3 separate regions of the Mus musculus genome follow, and all the other regions are linked to region 1. A link is a contact called in public promoter capture Hi-C data. All regions are on one chromosome and are shown on one strand. The core of a region is the stretch at or near the end of the contact, and the rest is flanking DNA. Distances in the headings are between cores, read along the strand shown. Region 1 holds the start of Plg (plasminogen). Region 2 holds the start of Acat3 (acetyl-Coenzyme A acetyltransferase 3). Region 3 holds the start of Sod2 (superoxide dismutase 2, mitochondrial).

The links. Promoter capture Hi-C pulls out the DNA fragments that hold promoters and counts their contacts.
Region 2: a promoter capture Hi-C map of liver shows a contact between it and region 1, with 3 times the contacts expected there. The contact joins the promoter of Acat3 here to the promoter of Plg in region 1. A contact is called at or near these places in 5 of 39 promoter capture datasets (the HPC-7 cell line, cranial neural crest and liver), 2 of 484 Hi-C or Micro-C datasets (both in liver) and 2 of 9 other capture datasets (adipose tissue and pancreatic islet).
Region 3: a contact with region 1 is called in a promoter capture Hi-C map of liver, with 3 times the contacts expected there. The contact joins the promoter of Sod2 here to the promoter of Plg in region 1. A contact is called at or near these places in 4 of 39 promoter capture datasets (cranial neural crest, liver and pre-B cells) and 1 of 115 datasets of contacts at active chromatin or transcription factors (T-cell acute lymphoblastic leukemia).

The regions. Positions count from the first base shown.
Region 1 is chr17:12,375,891-12,380,062 of GRCm38.p6, reverse strand. It overlaps Plg (plasminogen), which reads right to left and starts at 1,454. Exons shown (of 19, transcript NM_008877.3): 1 at 1,347-1,454. The coding sequence starts at 1,395.
Region 2 is chr17:12,938,283-12,942,629 of GRCm38.p6, reverse strand. Acat3 (acetyl-Coenzyme A acetyltransferase 3) reads left to right here and starts at 2,234. Exons shown (of 9, transcript NM_153151.3): 1 at 2,234-2,384; 2 at 2,622-2,756. The coding sequence starts at 2,330. It also overlaps the pseudogene Gm20591.
Region 3 is chr17:13,005,974-13,010,234 of GRCm38.p6, reverse strand. Sod2 (superoxide dismutase 2, mitochondrial) reads right to left here and starts at 2,396. Exons shown (of 5, transcript NM_013671.3): 1 at 2,167-2,396; 2 at 1,849-2,051. The coding sequence starts at 2,189.

The DNA of each region.
Region 1 (4,172 bases), core at 205-2,704:
CTTTGTGTCATGTTTATTGGTGGACAGCCGCTGAGATCCACCCAAGGAGCTGCCACTCCAAAGACATGTCCCCAAGAGGAACCGAATCTTTTCTTTTGTATTTGAATTTTTTCTCCAAATCTTTATCTCTTCTGTTTACCTCCAGGGCTCTTGTAGAAAATAAAGTTTAATATAGTATATTGATAAGGAGACTTGAAACAAATCTTTTAGTAGGAAAATTATTTCTTTGTAACAGACTAAATATAGATGGGTATTACCATCAAAGCAAAGAGGCTTTTTTCATTACTATGGTGTGTGTGTGTGTGTGTGTGTGTGTGTGTGTGTGTGTGTGTACTTGAGTGTGCAAAATTAAATCTCTGCTGAGCTTGATGGATGACACTTTTTATCCTAGCACTTGGGAAGCAGAAGTGGGCTTCTGAGAGTTAAAGGCTAGCCTGGTCTACATAGCAAGTTTCAGTCTGGTCAGGACTATATAATATGACTTTATCTCAAAAAAAAATCAATAGTTTGTTCACAGTTGTGGAAGAAGCGTTTTTATCCTCTCCCAGGCTATTTCTGTGCAATAGGAAATGAAAGTCAAGCCATTTCTGTAGATAATGACAAGTACTTTGACAAAGACCTTATGAAGGAATGCCCCTCAATTGGCAGAGATACATGTTGATCCTACTGCAGAGAATCTGGTTCGGAGTGACCCCTAAGCTTATAGTGTCCCCAGTGCTAGTTTCTACACACACACACACACACACACACACACACACACACACACACACACAATGTGTGTAGGAACCCTGACCTCTAAATAGGTATTTGTTTAATTACTGCAAATACATGACACTTTAAAATGGACCTATGTGACTCACGGAAGCATCAGAGGCAGATGTGTACCCATGCAAAGCCTTCCTTCAGCCAAACAGAAGATCCCAATGGAAACAGGATGGCTCAACAAAAGTTTCTAATCAGTCACACTGAAAACAAGGCAAAGAGGTAGACCATCTAAGCCCACTAACTACCACCACCAGGAACTGAACCCAGAACCTCAAATATGCTAGCCAAGTGCTCTACCACTGAGCCACATTGCCCTTTAGTCAGACCCCTCCAAAATCCCCCTTCAATTAGGTTTACAAAGCCACTGGTGGCTTGCTCTGCCTGTCCATCCCTACCCAAGCAGTATTCACAGGGAAACTGAATTTATATGTCGAACTCCTCAGTCTGACACTTTAAGCTGAAAGTCCCATAAGCCAATAGCTCATTTAAATGAATTGCCCAAAAAGACACAGCGAATCTATTTTTAATGGATGGCTAGAATTTTTAAAAAGCGGAACGAAACCTGTGCATCAAAATCTTACCTGGTTTCAGAAGCAAGAGAAACAGAAGGATTACTTCCTTATGGTCCATGTTGGGACTGGCCAACAGCACCTGGACAACTGTGTCCTAGTTCCTGGTGTTGACTTAAAGGGGAACAGAGGCATCCACAAGCAAGGTAGTCCAAATAGGTTAATTATTCTCTGGGGCCCCCACCACTGTATGCAGAAAGAGCAAACATTACCTCGAACAGGGAGCTTACAAAATGTTTGAGCAGAGCCTGTGGTAGATGCTGGAAGTGATGGCAGTGGCCTTCCCCATTGGACCCCTACACCCTGTTACACCTCTCCGTCCTCCCTCTTCCCTCTTACTTCCTCCCTCCTCCCTCCTCCCAAGCCACCATGTTGCCAGTCTCCTCTCATTTCTTTCTCTCTTCTTCCTTTGCTGAGTGCCTCCCATATGCCAGATTCTGCCAAGTGGTCCATACTCAGCCTCGTTTGACCTTACTGGCAATCGGCTGTACCCTGTTCCCATTTTCAGAAGAGGGGCCTGGGGTAACACATGATGTCTCAGTGTGTGTATTGCGTAAGCTGTATGAGCTTGTTTTTCATCCGTTATGTTGCGAGTAGCGGTTGGTTTTGGTTTGGTTTGGCTTTGGTGACCCCTCAGCTCTCTCCCAGCCCTGATGTTGACTAAGCAGTTTGACTAAGTCATATCATTTTTACAACACCGTCATATTCACGCCGCTTTCAAACTTAAGCAGTACATAACTTCTGTCCTGGTGTGTTTTAGCCCTTGACCCACCTGTATAGTGAGACTCGGCATTGCCGGGCAAGGGCCAAACCATGGAGAAGCACCACTAGCCTACTGTGCAGTGTTGAAATCCGTTTGTGAGTTGGAAAAAGAACTCAGTGGTAAGTGAAGCACTTACTGCTGCTCCAGAATTCAAGTTCCAGCACCCACATCAGACAGCTCACAGTCACTCATAACACCAGCTCCAGGAGATCTAATGTCCTCTTCTGGCCTTTGAGGACACACACACACACATGTGTGTGTGTATGTATGTACGTATGTGTATATATAAGTATATACATATGTATGTGTATATATAGATATATACATATGTATGTGTATGTAGGTATATATGTGTGTATACTTGTACATATACACATATAGGTATGTGTATGTGTATATATATGAATGTATATCTGCATTATATATATGTATGCATATGCATATATATGTATTTATGCATATATGTATATGTGTGTATATGTATTCATAATATATGTGTGTGTATATATACATATATATGTGTGTGTGTGTATATATATATATATATATATACCTTCCGCTTCCCAGTCCTTTCTTAATATCCCCTCCAGTGTGGATCTCTCCTCCATAAGAACTCGCAGTATCATGGTAATACCCTCAAAAGTGGAGGGATTCAGCTGAAAGACTATCTTTTTGTTTATTTGTTCTTGTTGCTTTGACATAGTCTCCTACTGTAGCCTGGGCTAGCCTGGAACTCACAGTGATCCTCCTGTCTCTGCTGTCTGAGTGCTAAGACTACATACAGGTGCATGTCTCTCTCTACCAATCATCTCAACTTTAATGGTAGAGTCTGAACTTTTTCTTGGCTGGAGGCTCAAATGCTTTAAAGCCTCCCATTTTATATTTGAAAATATTTAGAAATGGACTCCTCTCTGTTGGTGTGGGATAAAGACAAAGCAGCCGCTGTTCTTCCCTGGCTACAAACTCCTTCCCATGACAACTAGTTACAGGATCAGGTGCCAGGATGTCTCAGGTAGAAGCTTGTATAGAATCCCATGAGAATAAAGCCCATGCAGGAAAACCAGGAAGACAAGCAAGGAGAGGGAGGGGAGAGGTAGGCAGCATGTCACGGTGCTAGGCATCGCTCCTCCTTGAGGAAGCCAGGAGGTCTGTGAGACTCAGGAAGCTGACAAATGTATGGGGCTCAGTCAACTTCGAGCTGCACCAGGCCCTCCCTCTGTTCTACAGGAGCAGAGAACTAGCATGGGAGATTCTCCTCGGTAGAGCCTCGGTAGAGCCGCCTGCACCTGGGGTGAGAGTGTCAGGGGAGTTCCTGTGAGGAGGCAACCTTTGGTAGTTGGTTCTCCCAGCTAGATTCAGTTGGAATTAGTTTCCTTGGCCTGTGATGTGTGCCCTGTGGGAATGAATTGACAACGGTCATGTCTCTCCAGGAGTGCCCCACACAGCAGACAGATGGGGGCACCTGAGTGTGAGCACACCCTGATATTTTGTCAGCCAGCCTTCTCCTCTCCTCATACCCACCACTGGCCTTACCTCCCCTTTTTTGAACCCGCCAGCCCAGTTTAATAAATTAGAAGCAATACAAAAAGTCAGTAACAAGCAGTTTTTTTTTTCCTTCCAAAAGACTTTGGGGAAAATAAAACCAGATTTCACCAGATACATGATGGCTTTGCTATGCCACTATAAGTTGCCTTCCACTTAAAGTCTTATTTTGGCCTTCCTCCTTAACCAGTCACCATAAGAATGTTATCAGAACTGTATGCTTACAAAACTTTTTATCTGTTTTTTGTTGTTGGTGGTGGTTTTTTGTTGTTTTTTGAGTGATTTTAAAGGTTTGAAACATCCCTCACAGACTCATGATTTTAAACACTAGTCCCCACTTGGTGGCACTGTCTTGGGAGGTTGTAGAACCTTTTGAAGGTGAGCCTTGGCTTGTGCCAGCAGGTCGCCATGTTCCACGTAGGCCACAGTTATGAGCAAACTACCTGGCATTTTCACTGGCCCAGACAGGGGTCTATTCAGCAGAAGGCTGCTCAGTTGAAATAAATTCTTCTTTCAAGCTGTTTTTGTCTGGA
Region 2 (4,347 bases), core at 985-3,484, 560 kb before region 1:
CGGATGTGTCGCTGCATAGCACCTACAGTCTGATGGGAAGTAGTCTTGCCAGTCCTGCACGCCCAGGGCTACACTTCAGGAACATGTTCTGCCTCTGCCTCAGGAAGATGCAATGGAGTTGTACAAAAAGAAATTTACCAGGAATAAGCCAAGATTTATTTTTGTGTGTTTGTGTTCCCACGTTTGTATATGCACATTTGAGAACCGGAGGGCATCAGATCCCTGGAATGGATTGTGAGCCACCATGTGGGTGCTAGGACTGAACCCAAGTCCCCTGCAAGAACTACTAGTCCTCAGCCACTGAGCCATCTCGCTAGCCCCATTTCTAGTTAAATGGTGGGGTGGGCTCCATGTGAATAACCGGAGGGAGCCAGGGGCAATGGCTGCTCCTGGTGGTGGTAAGCCAGTGCTGGGTGCTGCGAATTGAACTCCAATCCTAGGGAGTTTAAATAGAGAGGACCAGTCTGCTCATAGACAACTAAGTTAAATACAAGGATTCCAGAGTTGTCAGCGAGACCGGTGGTTACTGAAGGGATGGGGTGGACCCGATGTTTCCCTAGAGCTGCTGCAAAGTTGGGTAAGGGACAGAGTAAGCCCACAAAGGGGGCTGAAGAGTGGCCAGAGTGTAAGGGGGAAATGGAATGGAAACCGCATGAAACTGCAGAAGCAAACCAGAATGGCTATCCTTTCAGAACACTGGGAGTCCGTCCGGCAGCCAGCCTGTGAGGGAGGGGGCAGGGGGTGGGGAGAATAGCCAGAGGGAGTCTGCAAAAGGAAGATGTACATGGAACATTACAAGATTAAATGAGACCAAGGGTGTTCCATCTTTAATTAGATAAGACATGTTCTGGCAGAAATACCTTCCTGCTCAGCATTTTTTTTCTCAGATAATAGTGTGTGCCCAAGGTTACATCTGCTTTCAAAAGTTACACTTGTAGTTTGCCTTGAGTTAGGCAACTATGTAATAACAGTGTAAGGCTAAAGCCAGGTGCTAAAGCCAGGTATGGGGGCACCCAGCTTTCACCCCAGCATTCAGGGAGTAAAAGCAGGTAGATCCCTAAATTCCAGGCCAACCTGACCTACATCGTGGCATAGGTCAGCTAAGGGCTACATTATAAAATCACGTCTGAGAGAGAGAGAGAGAGAGAGAGAGAGAGAGAGAGAGAGAGAGTTAAATTGTTGGGACCTGAGTTAGTTCCCAGCCCCCACATAGTGACTCAGAATCATCCTAACTCCATTCCAGGGAATCCAATGCCTTTTTCTGACCTACCTGGGGAACTAGGAACATAAACGGTGCACATACATGTATGCAGGCAAACAAAAACTCAAAACACTGATATACATAAAATAAATCTAGTAAGATTTTTTCCTTTGGAAAAATATATATACATGTATTTATGCACATATATATGTATGCGCTTGTGTGCGTGCATGGGTGCGTGTGTTTGTGTGTGTGGCCAAGCTCTGAAGTGAAGCACACTGGCCCTTCCTGTCTGAAAGCCCAGCCTCACCCCAGCCTGTAGGATTTAGAGTAGTTGCGTGGCCTCTGCAGAAATAACTTCTGCTTGCACACATTCTGTGGATTATTTGGACCGCTTGTGGGAGGACCGATTTCTAGCAAGGTAGAGGTAATTAGAAAGTCCAGACAAATTCTGACTTTGGCTGCAGGTGTTTTAAACAGCCGTGATCTGTGGCCCTAAGGGACCTTTAATGAATAAGATCTTCAGATCACCTTCCATCCTCGGCCCCTGGGGTTCTCCTCTAGCCAAGAACACGACTTTTAGCAACCAAGTGAACTAGGGTTTACAGCGCCCAGGCACACTTGGAGAAATCTCAAAGTTCCTGCGAATTGACCGACACTGTATCCTGTTCCTTCTGGCGTGTTCGGGAATTATAGCCAGGGCATTCCAGTCCCGGCTGAATCATCAGAGGTAGACTTTTAGTCACCCTCATTGTTTCGAAAATACACAAAAACAGACAGAAAAGGGATACAGAGAAAGATTCCGGGATTGTGTTGCAAGCGTTCAAAGTCCACAGCTTGAGACTTCCCCCAACGCTGATCGCTCTCACTCTAACACCCGGAACCCCCAGGTCTCTATCTATGTCACACTCTAAGACCCCTAGACCTTGCACACCCTGTTCTTCACCATCCCTGAGCTGAGGAGGAGTGGGGATCAGGGGAGCTGCTGAGCAGGGGCGGGGCGGGGAGGGCGGGGCGGGGCGGGGCGGGGCGGAGCCGTTGAGGCTCCATCTCCAACTCAGCCAGAATTTAGCAAAGTTTGCTTCAGCTGCAGCCAGGGCTGTGCAGACGCCAGGGGAGAGCAACAGGATGAACACAAGATCCGACCCAGTGGTCATCGTCTCGGCGGCCCGTACCGCCATAGGTCAGTGTTGCGGAGGCTTCCCACCTGCTACCCTACAGGTGCACAGAGAACCCTGCCAACTGCCTGCTTGCATGCCTGATGGTTCATCTGTCACCCTGTGGTGGCAGATACTAGTGGTCTGAATTTGGGCAGCCCTGGGCTTGGCAAAGCACTGATTTAAAGTCCCCACCCTCCCCCTCGGTGGTCCTCAGTGTGCTCTTGGTTCAGATTCCTTCCCTCTTCCCCATTCCATTGTAGGCTCCTTCAATGGTGCCCTGTCCACCGTGCCTGTCCACGAAATGGGGACAACTGTCATCAAAGAAGTCCTGCAGAGGGCCAAGGTGGCTCCAGAAGAGGTGTCCGAGGTCATATTTGGACATGTCTTGACGGCAGGTAACTCCTCAGTAGCCCAGGACAGATCTGGTTCACTAGAAACAGCATTTATTTATATGTGTGTGTGTGCGCGCACACACACCACCACCACCATACATTGCTTTGCTTGGAGTTCTCTCTGCTAGGATTCTTTCTGTCCCTCCTCCTTCCTCTGGCTGAAGTCACAGCTCCTTTACAAGCCTTTTCGGTGAGTGATCTTAGACCACGGGACTGTATCGCCTTTGCATTGTTAGAAGCACAGCAAAGTATTCACAGTCCTCCACATACCCCTAACATGTCACACAGTCAATAAAAGTGTGTGGGCCTGGCACTGTGCCACAGCTGCGAGTGGGGCTGCAGCAGAGCAGCTCTACCCTGGTCCACTTTGTCAGGAGATCAGCTGTCCCTCACTCCAGGGGACTGTCCGGAGAAAGGCAGGAGAGTCTAAGAATGCTTCATCATAGCTCTGATTCCTGCTGGGCTTGGAGATCAGTGACTACTGATGTTGATGATTGGTTTGGGGCCTGGGTGTATAGATCAGTGGTGAAGTGTGTGGTGAGCATGCATGTGGTCATGAGTTCCCACTCCTGCCCTGCCCTGTGCTCCCTCAGCACACATTTGAATCAACTGTAGAGAAAATTGTTAATATTCAATACCAAGTTCTGCTCTTACTCTGTCTGAGACCATTTGTATGTGTGCCAGTTGAATATTCTGTATTTTTTTAATGGGTGTTTTGTCTGCATATATGTCTATATACCACTTGCCTGCCTGGTGCTAGCAGAAGCTAGAAGAAGGCATTGTCTTCCCTGGTCCTGGAGTTATAGATGTTTGTGGTTGTGAGCTGCCGTGTGGGTGATGGGAATCACCACCCCCAGCCCCCCAGAGAAGCCAGTGTTCCTAACCACTGAGCCATCTCTTCAAACCCCTGAACATTTGGAAAGTTTTTTTCTTTTTTCTTTTTTCAAGACAGTTTCTCTGTGTAGCCCTGACTATCCTGGAACTCACTCTGTAGACCAGGCTGGCCTCAAACTCAAAAATCTGCCTGCCTCTGTCTCCTAAGTGCTGGGAATAAAGGCGTTTGCCACCATTGCCCAGTGGAAAGGTTCTTATTTCAGAATTTACAACCCCAACATACTTTTATTTCAATGTATATTAAATTTTAAGTATATGTTGGATAGATGTAATTGAAATTATATATATATGTATATTTGTGTGTGTGTGTATATATATATATATATATGTATATATGATACATATAATCAGCTGGGACCCAGTTCTGTGTAGAAATTTCATTTAGTATAGACTTTACATATATAAGCTGAAGGTAATACAAAATATTTATGATTTTGTACTTGAACTAAATAGTGTGCATCCATGTAAAGGGGCTAGGTGGCCTTTCACAGTGACCTAACCCTGTTATACACCTGCATTTTGATTTCTGCCTGACAGGAACTCTACAGTGGCATCATCTCAGCATCCAGAAAGTTCCACATTGCCCAGCCTGGGGGTGCATGGCTATAACCCCAGCACTCTAGAGTCTGAGAACTGAGCCTTATGAGAGTGAGGCCAGCCTGAGCTACTAGCCAGCCTCTTTGTCAAAAAAGAAAAGAAG
Region 3 (4,261 bases), core at 1,147-3,646, 630 kb before region 1:
TTTGTGTGATTTGCTTATTGCAAGTAAAATTTCCAGAATGTGGTAATATTTCCCTCTCTTGGATTGGCCACTTACACAATTATGTTGAAATACTATACTTCTCCACTAGATGCCCCTCGTCAGCCAGATGTCACTAACATTTTACTCAACCAATTTCCCAGATAAAAGTACATTTAAGAAAAGGTGACTCAGCAGTTAAAAGCAATGACAGCTCTTCCAAAGGTCCAGCAACCACATGGTGGCTCACAACCATCCTTAATGACATCTGACGCCCTCTCCTGGTGTGTCTGAAGACAGCTACAGTGTACTTACATATAAAAATAAATAACAAATAAATCTAAAAAAAAAGAAAAAAGAATTTTACTATCTGGTTTTTCAAGCAATATGACTAACATAGAGACATGACTACAAATTAATTCTCCTTGTAAAAAACAATAGATTAAAAAGACTATTTTGTTAAATACTATTTTGTTTAGCCATTAAAACAATATTCCCAGGGGCTGGTGAGATGGCTCAGTGGTTAAGAGAACTGACTGCTCTTCTGGAGGTCCTGAGTTCAAATCCCAGCAACCACATGGTGGTTCACAACTATCTATCTGTAAAGAGATCTGATGTCCTCTTCTGGTGTATCTGAAGACAGCTACAGTGTACTTACGCCCTCTGTCTGAAGACAGTTACAGTATATGTAATAATAATAAATAATAATAAAAATATAATAATAAATAAATCTTCCAAAAAAATTCCCAGAAATTGTGGTTGACTCAACAGGTAAAACACAAAAAGGCTCTTGCCAGGAAAACCTGACACCCTGACTTGAATTGACAATCTGAGCTTAGTTTCTGGATACCACAGTGGAAGGAGAGAACCAATGCCCTAGGTTATCCTCTAACCTCCACTGGCTCCGTGTGTCAGCACGAATCCATTCACACACACACACACACACACACACACACACACACACACAGAGGTTTTTTAATACTATAGCATTCCCATATACATCATCTAGGGGTGCAAACACAGAACTCTGCACTATGGATTTTGTTGGCTGAGCGCTTAAAAATATAGGTAAATAAATAAGCTTGCCTACTGTTCCATTCAGTGACAGATACTCAGTTTCTCACAAAATAGCTATTTTTCTTGTGAACTTTGACCCCAAAAGTACCAAGTCTAGCCTGTTCTGCAGCTAAGTGCTCGTTCCTGTCTTTTCCTCCCCCCCCCCCCAAGGGTAAAGAGTGTGAAACAGGATGTCCAGAGATATCCAAGGGGTCAGGGAGTCCCAGCCCTAGACTGAACTAATCCTATTGTTGTCCACAACGGTGACAATAATCACAACTCGGACTGCAGTCTTCTGATGCCACTTCAGACCCTCTCCTGCACCTGCTGCCAGGCCACCAATATCGCTTGCTCTCAGCAAAACCCCAGCCACTTCTAGCCCCAACCACCCTCTCACCCAAGGGCACCTGGCTGACCCAGCTCGGGCACTCTCAACCCTCCTGCAAATGGCTGCCAAGGCTACCTGAAAAATAAGCAAAACAAACTCTCCTGAAGCCACGTTATATAACAACCGCATATTTTAAATATTCATATGCAAAACAAAAACTAAATATTCATTACGCAAAAAGGAGCAGCGTCCGAGAGCTGTCTTTAAAGGACCACCACCAATGCTAGCTAGCAACACGGGTGACAAAAAAGGACACAACAGTAAGGTCCGTCAAGTACTTTCGTGAGGTCCTGTGTTTTCCGGGATAGGAAAGGACGTTTATGCGAACCAACGGAGGTATTCCCCGGCATCGAAACAGACCTCCGTCCGGCCACCGGGATCCTCGTGTGCAGGGGCCCCGCACCTACCCTTGGCCAGAGCCTCGTGGTACTTCTCCTCGGTGGCGTTGAGATTGTTCACGTAGGCCGCGTGGTGCTTGCTGTGGTGCAGCTGCATGATCTGCGCGTTAATGTGTGGCTCCAGCGCGCCATAGTCGTAAGGCAGGTCTGGGAGGCTGTGCTTGTGCCGGGAGCCCGCGGCACCGGCCACAGGGCCCAGCCTCCTGCCCGTGCTGAGAGGAACAGAGAGGACGGCGGGTCACGCCACTGACACGGCGAGCCAGCCACGCCCGCCGCCCCGAGACCCACCCGTAGGGGACGCCGAGGCCCCGGGGCCCTGCCGCTCACCTGCACGCCGCCCGACACAACATTATTGAGGTTTACACGACCGCTGCTCTCCTCAGAACACGGCCGTTCGCTCGCAGGCGCGCGTCTGCTAGGCAGCGTCCGCCCGGCGTCCGCAAGGACACAGCGAAGCGGTGACCCTGCCCGCAGCGCCCATCAGCGGAGGGGAGGACGGCGACACGGACGGCCCGGCGCATAACGGAGCGGCATCCTGGGAAGGCAACGTCTCCCCTGTGCCAAATTGGTAGAGGCCGCGTGCTTGCTACAGCCACGCCCCCACCATCGGCCTTGGCCCCGCCCCGCCTCGGGGAACCCCGTCCGCCCCGCGGTGTGGCTCCGCCCCTCCTCGGGCCGCCCTGTCCAGCTCTGGCTGTGAGCTGCAAAGCTTCCACTCTATTTCTACTCCTGCTTCTGGGAAACCCTGGAGACTTTCCTCCGGAAAGCCAAGGCTCTGCTGCTGGTCAGAATTATGGAGTAATCAGGGCCCCTCTGACCCAGTTAATTTATGCCCGGAGTGACCTTCCCTGGGGCCTAACCTGACATTAAATCACGTCGCAGGTTTGCGTGTGTTCATCTTTGTTGCCCCTGAGACTGGGGTTGCGGACTCCGGGTGCAGCTTGCCAGTTAACTAGTAAGAGTCCGGATTAGAAGGCGAGGTTCATCTTTCTTGATTAAACTCTGCAACATTCAGTGACTTCAAAAACCAACCCACTCGACCAAATGTAAAAGGACATTGTTTCCCTTTGTGGACTTATTAGTCTAAGAAGCAGTGGCTATCAAATGTTTCCATAACAATTATACAGCTTTCCTCTTCTACTTAATGGGTTTATGTCTTCCCTGATTAGAAAACACTAAGAAAGCAGAAGGCAGTTGGCTGAGTAGTTCCCGGTGGTTTTTTCCCACCCCCTTTGCAGGCCTCCTAAGGATGACAGGGCTTAGGGTAAGGGGAATTGCAAGAGGATGCTTTCCGGTAGGGAGAAACCTGTCCACAGGCGTCAGACCGGAGCTGTATGGATGACCTGTGTCTTAGTTAGGGTTTTACTGCTGTGAACAGACACCATGACCAAGGCAAGTCTTATAAAAAACAACAGTTACTTGTGGCTGGCTTACAGGTTCAGAGGTTCAGTCCATTATCATTAAGGTGGGAGCATGGCAGTATCCAGGCAGGCATGGCACAGGCAGAGCTGAGAGTTCTATGTCCTCATCCAAAGGCAGCTAGTGGAAGACTAACTTCCAGGCAACTAGGGTGAGGATCTTATGCCCACACCCACAGTGACACACCCATTCCAACCAGGTCACACCTATTCCAACAAGGCCACACCTCCAGATGGTGCCATTCCCTGGCCCAAGAATATACAAACCATCATGCTCCACTCCCTGGCCCCCCATAGACTTGTTCAAAAACATGAGTCTATGGGGGGCCATACTTAAACATAGCATAATGCAAAATGCTATGGTGGTGTGGTGGCACATGCCTTTGATCCCAGCACTCCGGAGACAGAGGCAGGCGGATTTCTGAGTTCAAGGCTAGCCTGGTCTACAAAGTGATTTCCAAGACAGCCAGGGCTATACAGAGAAACCCTGCCTCAAAAAAAAAAAACAAAAACAAAAACAAAAAAAAATGCATTTAGTCAAACTTTTCAAGTCCTCATAGTCTATAGCAGTCTCAACAATATTAAAAATCCAAAGTTCAAGGTCTCTTCTGAGATTCATCCAATCACTTAACTGTAATCCCCAAAGAAAGACAGGAAACCAGCTGGGTAAACTCCAAACTCTGCGTCTCCATGGCTGATGTCAAAGCGGTCTTCAGATCTCCACTCCTTTTTCATCTTTGTTGACTGCAACAACTGCTTTCTCCTGGGCTGGTTCCACTCCCTGTTAGCAGCTTTCCTTAGCACGTATCCCATGGCTCTGGCATCTTTAATAGCTTTGAGTCTCCAAGGCAATTTCAATGTTACAGCTTCTTGTTTCAGTGTCTGGGATTCCACTTGATCTTTTGGGCTCCTAAGGGCTGGCATCACTTCTCCAGCTCTGCCCTCAGTAGCATTCTAAGCTCAGGTTGATCCACTCCACTACGGCTTGTTCTTGGTGATCATCC